Regions from separate parts of the Mus musculus genome. Here all the other regions are linked to region 4. A link is a contact called in public promoter capture Hi-C data. All regions are on one chromosome and are shown on one strand. Each heading gives the region's core, a stretch centred on a gene start, on an enhancer-like site or on the middle of the called end of the contact. The rest is flanking DNA. Distances are from core to core; before and after follow the strand shown. Region 1 holds the start of Rad23a (RAD23 homolog A, nucleotide excision repair protein). Region 2 holds the start of Nacc1 (nucleus accumbens associated 1, BEN and BTB (POZ) domain containing). Region 3 holds the start of Ier2 (immediate early response 2). Region 4 holds the start of N4bp1 (NEDD4 binding protein 1).

Evidence for each region. Promoter capture Hi-C pulls out the DNA fragments that hold promoters and counts their contacts.
Region 1: a contact with region 4 is called in a promoter capture Hi-C map of pre-B cells, with 3 times the contacts expected there. The contact joins the promoter of Rad23a here to the promoter of N4bp1 in region 4. A contact is called at or near these places in 2 of 39 promoter capture datasets (neutrophils and pre-B cells) and 1 of 484 Hi-C or Micro-C datasets (B cells).
Region 2: a promoter capture Hi-C map of neutrophils shows a contact between it and region 4, with 2.6 times the contacts expected there. The contact joins the promoter of Nacc1 here to the promoter of N4bp1 in region 4. A contact is called at or near these places in 2 of 39 promoter capture datasets (neutrophils and pre-B cells).
Region 3: a promoter capture Hi-C map of neutrophils shows a contact between it and region 4, with 4 times the contacts expected there. The contact joins the promoter of Ier2 here to the promoter of N4bp1 in region 4.

Annotation. Positions count from the first base shown.
Region 1 is chr8:84,839,049-84,842,208 of GRCm38.p6, forward strand. It overlaps Rad23a (RAD23 homolog A, nucleotide excision repair protein), which reads right to left and starts at 1,604. Exons shown (of 9, transcript NM_001297606.2): 1 at 1,446-1,604. The coding sequence starts at 1,517. Calr (calreticulin) reads right to left here. Exons shown (of 9, transcript NM_007591.3): 9 at 3,040-3,160.
Region 2 is chr8:84,686,285-84,689,218 of GRCm38.p6, forward strand. Nacc1 (nucleus accumbens associated 1, BEN and BTB (POZ) domain containing) reads right to left here and starts at 1,578. Exons shown (of 6, transcript NM_025788.3): 1 at 1,391-1,578. It also overlaps a transcript of Trmt1 not described here.
Region 3 is chr8:84,661,560-84,664,485 of GRCm38.p6, forward strand. It overlaps Ier2 (immediate early response 2), which reads right to left and starts at 1,293. Exons shown (of 1, transcript NM_010499.4): 1 at 1-1,293. The coding sequence starts at 1,192. The coding sequence ends at 527.
Region 4 is chr8:86,883,578-86,886,579 of GRCm38.p6, forward strand. It overlaps N4bp1 (NEDD4 binding protein 1), which reads right to left and starts at 1,681. Exons shown (of 7, transcript NM_030563.2): 1 at 1,245-1,681. The coding sequence starts at 1,442.

The sequences.
Region 1 (3,160 bases), core at 354-2,853, 2.0 Mb before region 4:
TGAAATCCAGGCATAGTTGTGCACACTTATAATCCCAGCACTTAGGAGAGACAAGTGGATCTCTTTAAGTTCCAGGCTAGCCAGGACTATATAGTGAGACCATTTCAAATAGAATACAATGACCATCACGAACCCTTAGGTTCCCTTCTTCTTCCCTTTTGTTTAGAGAAAAAGCTTTGCTTTCAATCCTATGAGATTCCTATTCAATCTATCGAGCTGACAGCAGTCTATTACATGCCAGACACGGGAACTGTTCACCGTGTGTGTATATGTGTGTGTGTGTAATGGTAGTGGTGGTTTGGGGACAGACCCCTAGCTCAGGCCTTGTATATTCAAAAGCTCCATCCCCAACCTGTTTTACAACTTGTTTTACAGAGGCCTGTGGAACAGAACAAACACAAGTCAGTGTTCTCATGAAGAAGACACTGATGTGAGAAGAAAAGCAAACTTGTATTTCCAATGGGATGTGGTTAGGAGGGGAAACAGTAATAAGAAAATGAAACGGTGTATCCATCGCTGGCCTCAAACAGTAACTTTTCTGTACTTACTGAGGTCATCTTTCTTCCCTCCATTTTTGGAACAGGATTTTATTCTGTACTCAACTCCAGGCTTGCCTAAAACATCATAGCCCAGGCTGGCCTAGAACTCCAGGTAATCTCTGCTCAGAGATTATGAACATGACTACCAAGCTTAGACTTCACTGAGGGTACACCAATGGCTTCAACCTATGTTTTGAGAAGGTTTAGGGGAGGTGGCCCAAGACAGCAATATCAGTTACTTGGAGGTTAAGTAAAGAAGGTTCACATGAGCCCAGAAGAACAAGACTAGACTCCACTCTCAAAAAGCAAAACCAAACAAAAGTTCATACAGCATGTTTAGGCTGCTGTTATGTGAAATGGAGAAAAAAAAAAATCTTGTCACTGTCATTATTGGCTGTGACCGTGGCAAAGTTCCTTAACTCCGTGGTTGTCAAAAGGGGAAAGTCAGGAGTCCCCAAACGACAACACTGTTTTGCAGACTCAGCAAGATGACACTAATACTCTGGTAAAGAATAAACTGGTAAAGAATAAACGGCCAACAAAGACGGACCACCAAAACTATTAAGATTAAGACCATTTATTATTATCATCATTGTAGTCACCAGTCGGCACCTCGTTGGCACTGAGGGCAAACTGTGCCACCTGAGCAGCTTGCAGGCTGGGAACGCGGAGCCCGCAGCTGACACGGGAGCCAGACCTGGGAACTCCCAGGGACTGGCCCGGGAACAGCGCCCGAGCCGCCGGGGCAGGGCAGGGCCGATCGGGGGGATCCGAGGAGGTCGGGCTGCTGGGGGAGGGCAGGGCCTGGCCACGGCGTCCTCTCCGCCCCTCCCGTTGGATCCCGGCATCCCTGCCCCCACCCACCCCGGCACCCGGTCGCTCCCGCCCCCGGGCTCCGGCCCGCACCGTCTCGTCAGGTTCCATGCGGATCTTGAAGGTCTGCTGCTGCAACGTTTTAAGGGTGATGGTGACGGCCATGGCGGGGCCGGAGCAATGCGGCAGCCCCGGGATCCTCGTACTACATGCAACTCACGCCGCCGCCATCTTAGCGCCCAGCCGCGCCGCGCCAAGCACTTCCGGGGCAAGTGTGCAGCGCCCGCCGATCGTCAGCGCCGGTGACACCCTCCTCGACCTCTAGAGCATGCGCGGCTGCACCTTACCTTAGACATGCGCAATCTTAGCTTTGTGAGCTTTTGCTGTGTGCACCAGCATTCCGCTGTCTTGGTGACATCATTTCTGCTAACAGTGATGTCATTATACCCACAAAATGGCTCCTAAGGACTTTTAAAGTTTTTAAGGTGTTTGTTGTAGATTTCTGCTCCTAAGTTATTTTTCATACATTCTGCCTATTTCAAGTGACCCAATTTGGATCTGGTCAAAATAAAAGGAATCTTAGCAGAGGACTGCCTAGAAGTTACCATCAATCAATGTAGAGGAGGGCAACTATGTGACCCCATTTTCAAGGACCATCTTAATTTTTGGAATAAATTTACACTTCTAGTTCATGAGTTCCCCACATCTTTGTAATCCTGCAATGACCTACCTATTCATCCAAACATTTTCAAGGTTCTTTTATATTAAATATGTAATTCTCCCCTCCATAAATTTTCCTTACTTACACCAACTCTTAAGGTACCTACATTTTTCGTGGGGGGAAGGGGTAGTATTCATGAAGCTTTAGACCACCCTCACATACCAAAAAGTAATGAAAATGTCAGACTCAGGATAGGGCAGTTCATCAGGGTGATTTAAGGGACTCTCAAACAGAACTAACATCACCATCCTCTTAGATGCTTGCTTTGCCCAGTGTTTCTATCCACACCAATGATCAGGCAATTAACCAAGGCCTGCCTCCCTCCCTTCACTTGAGTCTAGACTCCAGAATTGAAAGCTAGATCACAACTTTCTTGTGAAGAACACAGGCTTCCTCCTGCCCATTCTTCAACCTACTACACTAGAGTATAAAAGGCAGCCTTGAGACTCAACAATGAGTCTCTTCTTTTCCTTGTGGTGGGGATGGAACCCAGGCCATGCTAGCTAAGTGTCCAACTGAACTACATAACCCAATCCTGGAATCTATCTTTATCAGCTCAGTCCTAGAACCATGGGCCCTTGGGGAAAGTAGATCACTGTCCCTGAGCTCAGTCAGTCCCTTTGACTATTATCTACCAGCATGCACCCCACTACTGTGAACTTTGCTCAGCTTTCCTAGGTGTCAGTCCAACAGATCCATCCCACTTTTAACCAAGATGGCTAATATTTGAATTCACTAAATTCTAGTCAGTCTGTCAATGAGGTCTGTGCTAGAATCAAAACTTACACGTCTATGAGTTTAGGATCAAGACCTGATGGCTACTCTCCCATTTAGAGACTATGGGATACATATAAATGACATTTCTGAGACTCTGCAAACTCCAGTAGCTGAAACATACGTCACCCGCACCTGAGAAAGGCTGCTTTTAGCTCCTGATGTACATCCTCCCAGAGAAGGAGACACAATAGGGAAGACACAAAACTTAATTTAATAGAAATTTTGTTTGTAGTTCTTACACTCTCAGTGTGAGCTGTGCTAGAACTGGCTGCCCCACAAGTGGCCCAGTCCTGGGGGCAAGGGAGAAAGG
Region 2 (2,934 bases), core at 328-2,827, 2.2 Mb before region 4:
CCCGAACCCCAGCTTCTTTCTCTGAAAAGAGAAAGCCAAAGACCCAGCGGTGGCGAGTAATCAATGAACTAGCTGGTTCCACGCTTAGCATACAACCTGCCCTAGAAGGGGCACCAAGGAGGGAGGGAAGGCCCTGGGACCAGGAGCCCTCCTTCTCCCTCCCCCAGGCACAAGTCAGGATGTGTAGGTACCTGTTTTGTCTCAAAGACACAACAGAGCTTCAGGCAGTCACCATCCCAGGAGGCGACAGAATATTTTATCTCCCAGGAGGAGACAGAATTCAGGCCCAGGCAGCAGGTTGGGCCTGGAAAGCTAGGGCGTATTGCAACGCTGTGAGGGCTCATCTTCTAGACTGGAGCCCCCAGGTTCCGGCGCCAGAAGGCTGAGAACGATTTCAGGACTCTAGAATAATCAGGTAATGTCTGCTGGGCTGCCTCCATAGTGGGTGGGGTAGGGCGGTGGGTTGAGTAGGGGCCATACACACCGAAAACAAGATGTTTGAACTAGGTATCCGGTGCAGCCCACGCTAACTCCCATCCAGCCGCTGGCCTGTCCTTGTTAGCAGTTGGCCAAGGTGTCAGAGAAGAGGCGTGGGAAAGAGGAACCCCCCCCCCCCGGTTCTGACCCTAAGCAAACATACGGAGATGTGTGTGTGTGGGGGGGGCAGATCCCTTAGCTCACACCAGGTTTTCCTAACCTGCTCCCCACATCCTAAACCATAGGCCCTGGGCCGCCTGCAAACTCCCAACACGCCCAGCCTTACCTGATGCCCTCCCGTCGGAGTTTACCCGCACATCTCTAGTCTCTGACCTCGTGCGACCCCCTGCAAATATCTTAGGGCTCTCTCCAATCCGCCCCCACTCGAGCAAGCTCCGCCCACCCCCCCCCAAGTCTAACTTCCCGGGCTTTTCCTCACCTCCCCCCAAGGCCTGTAACCTGACCCGCCCACCCCCTTCCCCAGCGCCCTCTACCTGCAAGCTCCGGCCCTCCCGCACCCCTCCAGGCCTTTTCCCTCGGGCGGCGCAGCCCTCCGCCCTCCCACCCCCCGCCAGCCCGAGGCCTCCCCTCCCCCCTCCAGCCTCGCCTGCCGGCTCCACGCGATTACCCCCTCCGGCCCTGAGACTTCAAGGATCCCGCGACCCGCGCCTCCCCCGAGCGGCCTTCAAGCCCTGCGGGCCGGGCCCGCGGGCTGGACGCTGTAGGCCGCCAGCTGAGATTCGGCCATCTCACTCTTGCCCTCCCGCCGCTGTCAGCGCCGCGGGCTCGGCTTCTGGTTCGCAGCAGGGCGCCCGGAGGCCTCGCCTCTCGGCCCTCCGCCGGAACCTCTGATGTCCTCGGGCCGCCCCGGGCGGGAGGAGGCCGGAATTGGGCCTGGGGCGGGCCATCTCACCTGCGCTGTGGCCGCGCTCCGGGGCCTCCCGGCGGGCTCCGCAGCGGCAGCTGGGGCCGGGCCTGGGCCCGGGGCGCGCCTCCCTGCGCCTCGGCCTCGGCCTCCGCCTCTGCGGCCTCCGCGGCCTCCGCCTCAGCAGCAGTGGTAGCCGCGGCGGCCATTCATTGTGGGCCAGGCCGCCCCAGCCGAGCGCCGAGGAAGCGCACGGCGCTGCCGGCAGGGAGGAAAACTGCCTCGGCCCCGCCCCTTAGGCAAGCTTAGCCGCGCTTCGAGCGCTTCGGTTCTCACCAGCTCCTCTTTCCTCCCGGGTCTCGGTTCTGTAGACGGGCTAAGTTGAGTGACTGCGGGACAGGTTGCTCTGTATCTTGGAGCTTCAGTTTCTTGTAAAATGAGAACAACTGTTGTTCCAGGAACAGTTTAGGCTCTTTGTGGAAATGAGGTTTCATGGAGCTGAGCTGAGTAAACTATCAAGATCACAGGAAAGTGAATACGAAGATTTAAACTTAGGTTCAAGAGGTTAATAAAGTGAAAACTCAGGATGCTTATGCGATGTGAAGTTCTGTTAGCATTTTGCACTAACTCAGATAATTATACGTCTTATAACTAATGTTAGAGAGGCCTGACTACTTTTTGGATGGGTAGCAGAGTCAAGAACAGAAGAGTGCGGACTGGATTAAGAGTGTCTACTGGCCGGGCAATGGTGGCACACACCTTTAATCCCAGCACTTGGAAGGCAGAGGCAGGATTTCTGAGTTCGAGGCCAGCCTGGTCTACAGAGTGAGTTCCAGGACAGCCAGGGCTACACAGAGAAACCCTGTCTCAAAAAAATTAAGAGTGTGTACTGCTCTTGTTGAATAGAGTTCAGTTCCCAGCAGTCATGTCAGATGGCTACAGTTCTAGAAACTATCACCTTTTTGCTCTTTGAGGACTTACACACAACTGCACACATACACAAAAATAACAAAAAAATAAAATTTTGAAACAAAATAAGTACCGTTGGGCCTGGTAGAAATGCCTGAAATCTCACCATATGAGAGACTGAGGCAGGAAACTCTAATCTGCCCTGGGCTATATAACTCCAGGACAACCTGGATTAAGAGTGCCCTCTACCCCCAATTAACAGATAACATATAGCAAGGCAAGCTAAGATAACTCTCACATCCCGGATCTCCATATTTTCCTGATGCATACATTAGGCCAACACTCAGTCTGAGTGGCTCCTTTGCACACTTCCCAGGCATTCGGTTATTTAATCTTTGCCCTTGACAGCTAAGATTCCTATTTAACAGGTAAGGGAAATAGGAGCCTTACATTTTAATTAACTTGCCCAGAGTACGTGGTGGGACTGAGATTCAAAGACAGTGAATACTATTCTAGAGCCTGAGTTAACCTACAAGGTGCACACAGAAGACATCTAAAGGTGCAGAGTGCCTCCGCTTTTTGCCCTGAATTAAACTAGTGAAACTCCCTTGTAGAAGAGTTGTATTATTAAGAATCACTGGTGTAGTGTAGCCTGCGCACTTCCTTCCCTAGAAGAGTCTTGA
Region 3 (2,926 bases), core at 43-2,542, 2.2 Mb before region 4:
CCGGGGTCTCCAGCCACTTCAACTCTGATCGCAGATTTGATTGGTTCAGTTCAGGCTCACCCACAGCAGCCTGTGGGGGCGAGGTGACTCAAGTCACTTCCCAGTCCCTAGGGCGGGTCCACACCCTGGCCTCCTCCCAGGCCCCACACCCACGCAAGGCAACAGGAAGCACCCGCGTCTGTCCCATGACGCAACTCTGACCGCTTGCACAAGCGTGCCCACTTGTAGGGGCCGAAACGCGAATGGTAGTGAAACGGCCTTGAAAGGGCAGCCTGGCCCCTAGAGAGTTCGACCCTGAGATTCAAGATCTAGGTGTCCCTTCTCCAAGCCAAGGAAGGGACAGTCCTTTAATAGCACCTATGGACGCACGTCTGGGAGAAGGCGCCCGCGCCCCTCGCTCCTCAGTCCTTCCCCTGGCCTCTCGGCAGCTCGGGCCGCGGCTCTTCTTCACGGCCCCCGCCGGCCTTCGCCTCGGGTGTGCGTTCTCCGCTCCGGTGGCGCCGCTCGAAAGAAGCCACCAGAGCTCTCAGAAGGCCACCACAGCTCGCACCAGCACGTTGAGCATATTGTCGGCCGGGCGGCAGGCTGGCTTGGCCTCGCACGTGGGGGGCGTCGGCGGGGGCACGGCGGGTCCACAGTTCAGGAGACTGGAGAAGCGCCTTTGGAGGACGCGGGCGAGGTTAGGGAAGGCACCTTCGCTTTGTGCCGGAGGAAGCTGCAGGCGATCGGGAACCTCCGACGTCGCCTCCCCCTCCACCTCTTCTAGACGGGCCTTCTTGCTTGGTACCAGTCCGGCATCACTACCGTCGCTCAAATCGCTGCTGCTCCGGCGCTTGCGGCTGACTCTAGCGGGGGGCGGGTCACAGAGCGCAGGGGTCTCCTGGACTCGCAGCACTTCCTCTTGCGTATCCATGGGCTCCGGAGGCTGCACGGCTTCGGGGGACGCTACTTCCACTGCAACTTCGGCTTCCCGCGGCGGGTGCAGGCGAGGGTCAAGAGCCCTGCGGGATGGCGGGAACTCGGGCTGGTGGGCTTCTACCTTGGCTGAGAGGTAGACCTCTCGAGCGCTGCGCATAACGAGGGACAGCTGCAGACTCCGGTGGAGTCGCAAGCCACCTCGCTGCATGCGAGAGTGGTACATCTTCCATACCGACAGAGTCATGATGCGCTGCGCTTCTTTCTGTACTTCCATGCTTGTTCGACGAGAGTAGTTAAGTCGAGAATGGGTTAAGACGGGCGGTGCAGCCCAGACGACAAGCTTACAGCAGCAGGTACTCTGCTAGACGTTCGGGCGAGGGCAGCAAGCCGGAGCCTTTTAATATACTGAGAGTGACGTCACTGCAACACCACGCCCAACCAGAGGGCCTCATCCGGGCTTTCCACAGTGGCTAGCGAGTCCTTAAAGCAATAGGGATAAATTTACGCCTCGAAGGAAAAAGGACTTAACTACTGCAAGGAAGAACTTCCCCACTGCACCTTAAGACACTAGGTTCTGGGTTCTCAGAGTCACCAACGGGCCAGAGGATGAGGCCCACCAACGAGACGGATAGTGGGCGGTAATCTGACTGCAGTGGGGAAAACCCGGGACCGGGGTACATTCCCCGAGGGCACCGTTCATCTTGCCTACCAGCCTGCTAATTAATATTTTTTGAACAGTAAAAACGCTGCTACTTATTAAGCAGTTACTACACGCCAGTTACTACAGTGTTGAACTTTCTCTTTTTATTCAATGTCTCTGATCTCTCACCTCCACTCCATAGAAGATACAGTTTTCCAGGTGAGAAATAGGCAGCCACCTGACCAATATTTACTAAACGAATGATTATATGATTATACTATGGCGAAAGGATCAACTAAAGCCTGCAGCCCTTCTATCTCCACCTTTCTGGACATGGGTGGAAAGTGGGCACGGACACTGTACCCCGTAACCACAGATATCCACCACCTCACGACTGCTCTTTACTTTCAGCGTTAAAGATCTCCCAGTTTTCCGCAACCCAGTGGCATGGAAGTCCCAATGTCCATAGGGCCTGCGATCTTCCCTTGTCAATAGAGCAGTTTTCTGCCTTCATGCCCTCGTGAACGGAATTACTCCAAGAAAGACAGATATCTGGGTCGAGATGGCACAGTGGGTGGAGCCACTTGTTGCCAAGCCTAACGAACTCAGTTCGATTCCCGGTCCCACCGGTCCCACGCCGTACAAGAGAACAGACTTCTATACGATGTCTCACACACACACACACACACACACACACACACACACACACACACACACACACACACACACACACACACAGTAACAAAGAAAAGAAAAAAAGAAGTCGGTTCCACTTTGCATCACTTCCCAAGAAAAACTTGCTTCTAGTTGCAGAAGGGAGAAAAATTCAAATAACCCCTTTCATTTGCTGTGCAGGCCCTTTAAGAAACACCCCCTGCCAGCGGGCAGACTTCCCGCCACTGCAGCCGGCCGACTTCCCTGGCTAAATTTGGATGTAATGACGTAGGTTGGCGCCGCGAACCACTTCCGGATGCCCATATAAGAACAAGGGCAGCCGGTCTTAGCCCGAGGAGAGGGCTTCCGGGGCGGGGCCCCTTCCATCGGCGAGCACGCCCCTCCAATCCAGCCCTCAGGAGCCTAACTAAGTGTTGTCTCGGGTCGTTCGAGTCTGTTTGGTGCTACAGTTCTTTGGACAGTCTGCACGGCGTCCCGGAGAGAACTCGATGTTTCCTTCTCTCATGCTCTCACACGCTGCGGCACCGTCATGCGGGATGAGTCCGGGTGGAGTGAGATTCGCACCCTGTGGAGTTACGGAAAAACATCTTCGAAACCCTCCTGCACTCACATATGTAGAGGACAAAGTACTCAGTTCTTGGGCTGTTCTTTCTTCCCGTCTTCCTGGGGAAACTACCCGTGTACTCAGTGTTG
Region 4 (3,002 bases), core at 431-2,930:
AGCTGAACTGTTTAACAAGCATCGCTGGGGCTGGAGAGATGGCTCAGCGGTTTAAAGCACTGACTGCTCTTCCAGAGATCCTGAGTTCAATTCCCAGCACCCATATGGTGGCTCACAACCATCTATAAAGGCATCTGACAACTTCATCTGGTGTGTCTGAAGACAGCTACAGTGTACTCACATACATAAATAAATAAATCTTTAAAAAAACAAAAACAAAACATCGCCCATGTGGTTTCTAGAAACAAATTCTGGTGCCTGATAGGTGGAAGAGTTTGGGAAAAGGTGGGTAGAAGATGTTCAGGAAGCTCCAAACAGGGGGCTTTAAGACATTGGTGACTTCAAACCAAGAGGGGCAGAGAGGGGCATTCTCCTAAGTTCCCAGATCTGACCCTCGAAACACCAAAGAGGAAACAATACCTTATTCCTCAACTTCCTACTCCTCCCCGGGAGCTTAAGATGCTATACAATACACCTTCAGCCTTCTCCCACCCACGGCTTGGAGGACTCTCTTGCATAGAAGCAATTAAATTGCCCGTTCTCCTGGCAACCTGTCGACTAACCTGGCTATTTCACTGACTCAATGAGATTTTAGAGGCATAAGCGCCTCCGCGGTCAAATTTTGCTGTTTTCTGACAAGGGGGAGGGGCTGATGGCGGTGCTGAATCTGAAATACTGATTATACACAAGGTGAGTCACCGCTTAGTTTCAGTTTCTCCAGTTGTTCATTTAATAGAAGGAACAAGCCCTATCAAAACGTATTCGCCGGATTTTTAAAGCCTGCGTATTCCTTTTGTGGTACTCGGCGGAATGTCAGAAGTGTAACAACCATCATTTAATCGTAGAACACCAACACTACAGGAATAATATTTTTAACGCAGCTACCAAATATTCTACCTCTGAAGCGTCTGGTCATTACATGCGTTCCCTTCCTGATTTCCTAGAGGTTCAGGCCTAAGATTCCCAAAGGGTTTAGAAGCCCTGGAGTGGCGGCCTGGAGGGTGAAGACCAACCAGGAGCATCGAGCCTTGCGCACATCCAAGGGACCAGCGGACGGAGGGAGCGCGAGCCCGCTCAGCGCGCGTGCTCCGGGGCCTGATGGCTCTGCGTTCTGCGCACTTCGCGAGGGACCAGTCAGGGAGATGCTTTCGCAGCGCCCTTTACAAACAGGGACCCCGAGGCTCCCAGGACGGACCCGCTCCGAGCGCCCCGCGCGCGGCCCGTGCGAGCCAGGCCGGACTCACCTTGGCGCTGTGCACCGCCTCCTGCGCGCCGCGGAGTTGCAGCCAGATACGCGCGGGCAGCGGCTCCTCCGCCCCGAGGGCGCCGAGCACGGCCAAGCCCACCCCGAACAGAGCCTCGATGCGCCCGCGGCTCCGCTCCAGCAGCGCCGCCTTCTCCGCGGGCGCCGTGAACTCATCCAGCACCACCCGGGCCGCCATGGCGGGCGCGGCCTCCCGGGGCGCCGGGGGCCAGCGGCGGCGACGCCCCCTCAGCGTGCCGCCGCTGCACCGAGCCGCTCAGGAGGCGTGGGCCGTGCCGGCCTCCTCGCCCGCCCGCAGGCCCCGCTACACCATCACGACACGGCCGCCGCAGCTTAGCAACTGCGGGCAGAGACTCCCCGCCACCCCGCTGCCCCGCTGCCCCGCTGCCCCGCCACGGCCGCCGCCGCCGCCGCCACAGCCGCCACGCATGCGCTCAGCCCGCCGCCGTTGTGGAAACTCGCCGCCCCGTCGCGAAGGGTGCGTTGGTAGGCTGAGGGCAACGGAAGTCGACGCCACACGCTGTCACCATGTTGACCGTGGGCAAGCGTCGGCAGGCGAGGCCTGGGCGGCCATATTTGATAAGGGCCTGATGCCTTTGGGCATCTAGTAGAAGGATTTTACATTGATAGGCAAATGGTGATTCTTTTCCTTCTTTTTACTTCCTTCCTTTCCCCTTTTTACTTACTTCAGAAAAAAAAGAAAAATCGTAACAGGAAAAGAAAATGGGACAACCAGTAAAGAATTAAAAGGCCAAATTGCTGGTCTAGTGTCAATTACTGTCATCCCACTGGGGTGGGAGAATGAGGTAGGCAGATAGTCATTTGCTGAAGGCAAGCCTGAGCTACATAATTCCAAACCAGTTTGAGCTATAAAGTGAAACCTTGTCTCAAAAACCAAACAAGAGCTGTTTCGGTGGAGTGCTTATTGGGTATCATAAGGACTGGGAGTTTGATTTGGCTATCATCACTCCAGGAAAGAGAACAGATCTTCAACCCCAGCTCCAGCTGAGACCTGAGGGCTTGCTGGCTTGCAGCTTAGCTAACAAAAGGCAAAAGGGGAGCCACAGATCCAGGGAGAAACTCAATCTTAAAGGAGTAGATGACATTGTAGAGGAGATCACCCAAAGGCCCCTCTGGCCTCTGCTTAGAGAGAGAGGTGCTTACCATCACACACTTATGCCCATACATTCCACACAAGTATATGCATAACTCTAAAATAAATCTATTTTTTAAAAAGTTGGGCATGGTGTCATAAGCCTAAAATTGTGGTAGCACTTAGATAGTTGAGACCAGAGTCAATCAAACAAAAAACCAAATACCTTCTTCTAATGGCGTGGCCAAGTGAGCAGTTTCTTTACTGTACCTCTGGCATACAGGAAAGGGGAAAGGCAATTTCAGTAGAGTTATGTGTGTTATGTGAGGGGCAAAAATAATAGGGATCATACTGTGGGACTAGGGCAAATAAACCAAACCCTTCTTCTGGCCTGTGTTTCTGTTAAGTCAAAGGCATCACTTGATTCCAATGCTTCCCAGATGTAAGCTTTCTTCTTCTTTTTAATTATTTATTCACTTTATGTATATGAGTACACTGTAGCTGTCTTTGGACACACCAGAAGAGGGCATTGAATCCCACTACAGATGGTTGTGAGCCACCGTGTGGTTGCTGGGAGTTGAACTCAGGACCTCTGGAAGAGCAGTCAATGCTTTATAAACCACCAAACTATCTCTCCAGCCTGAC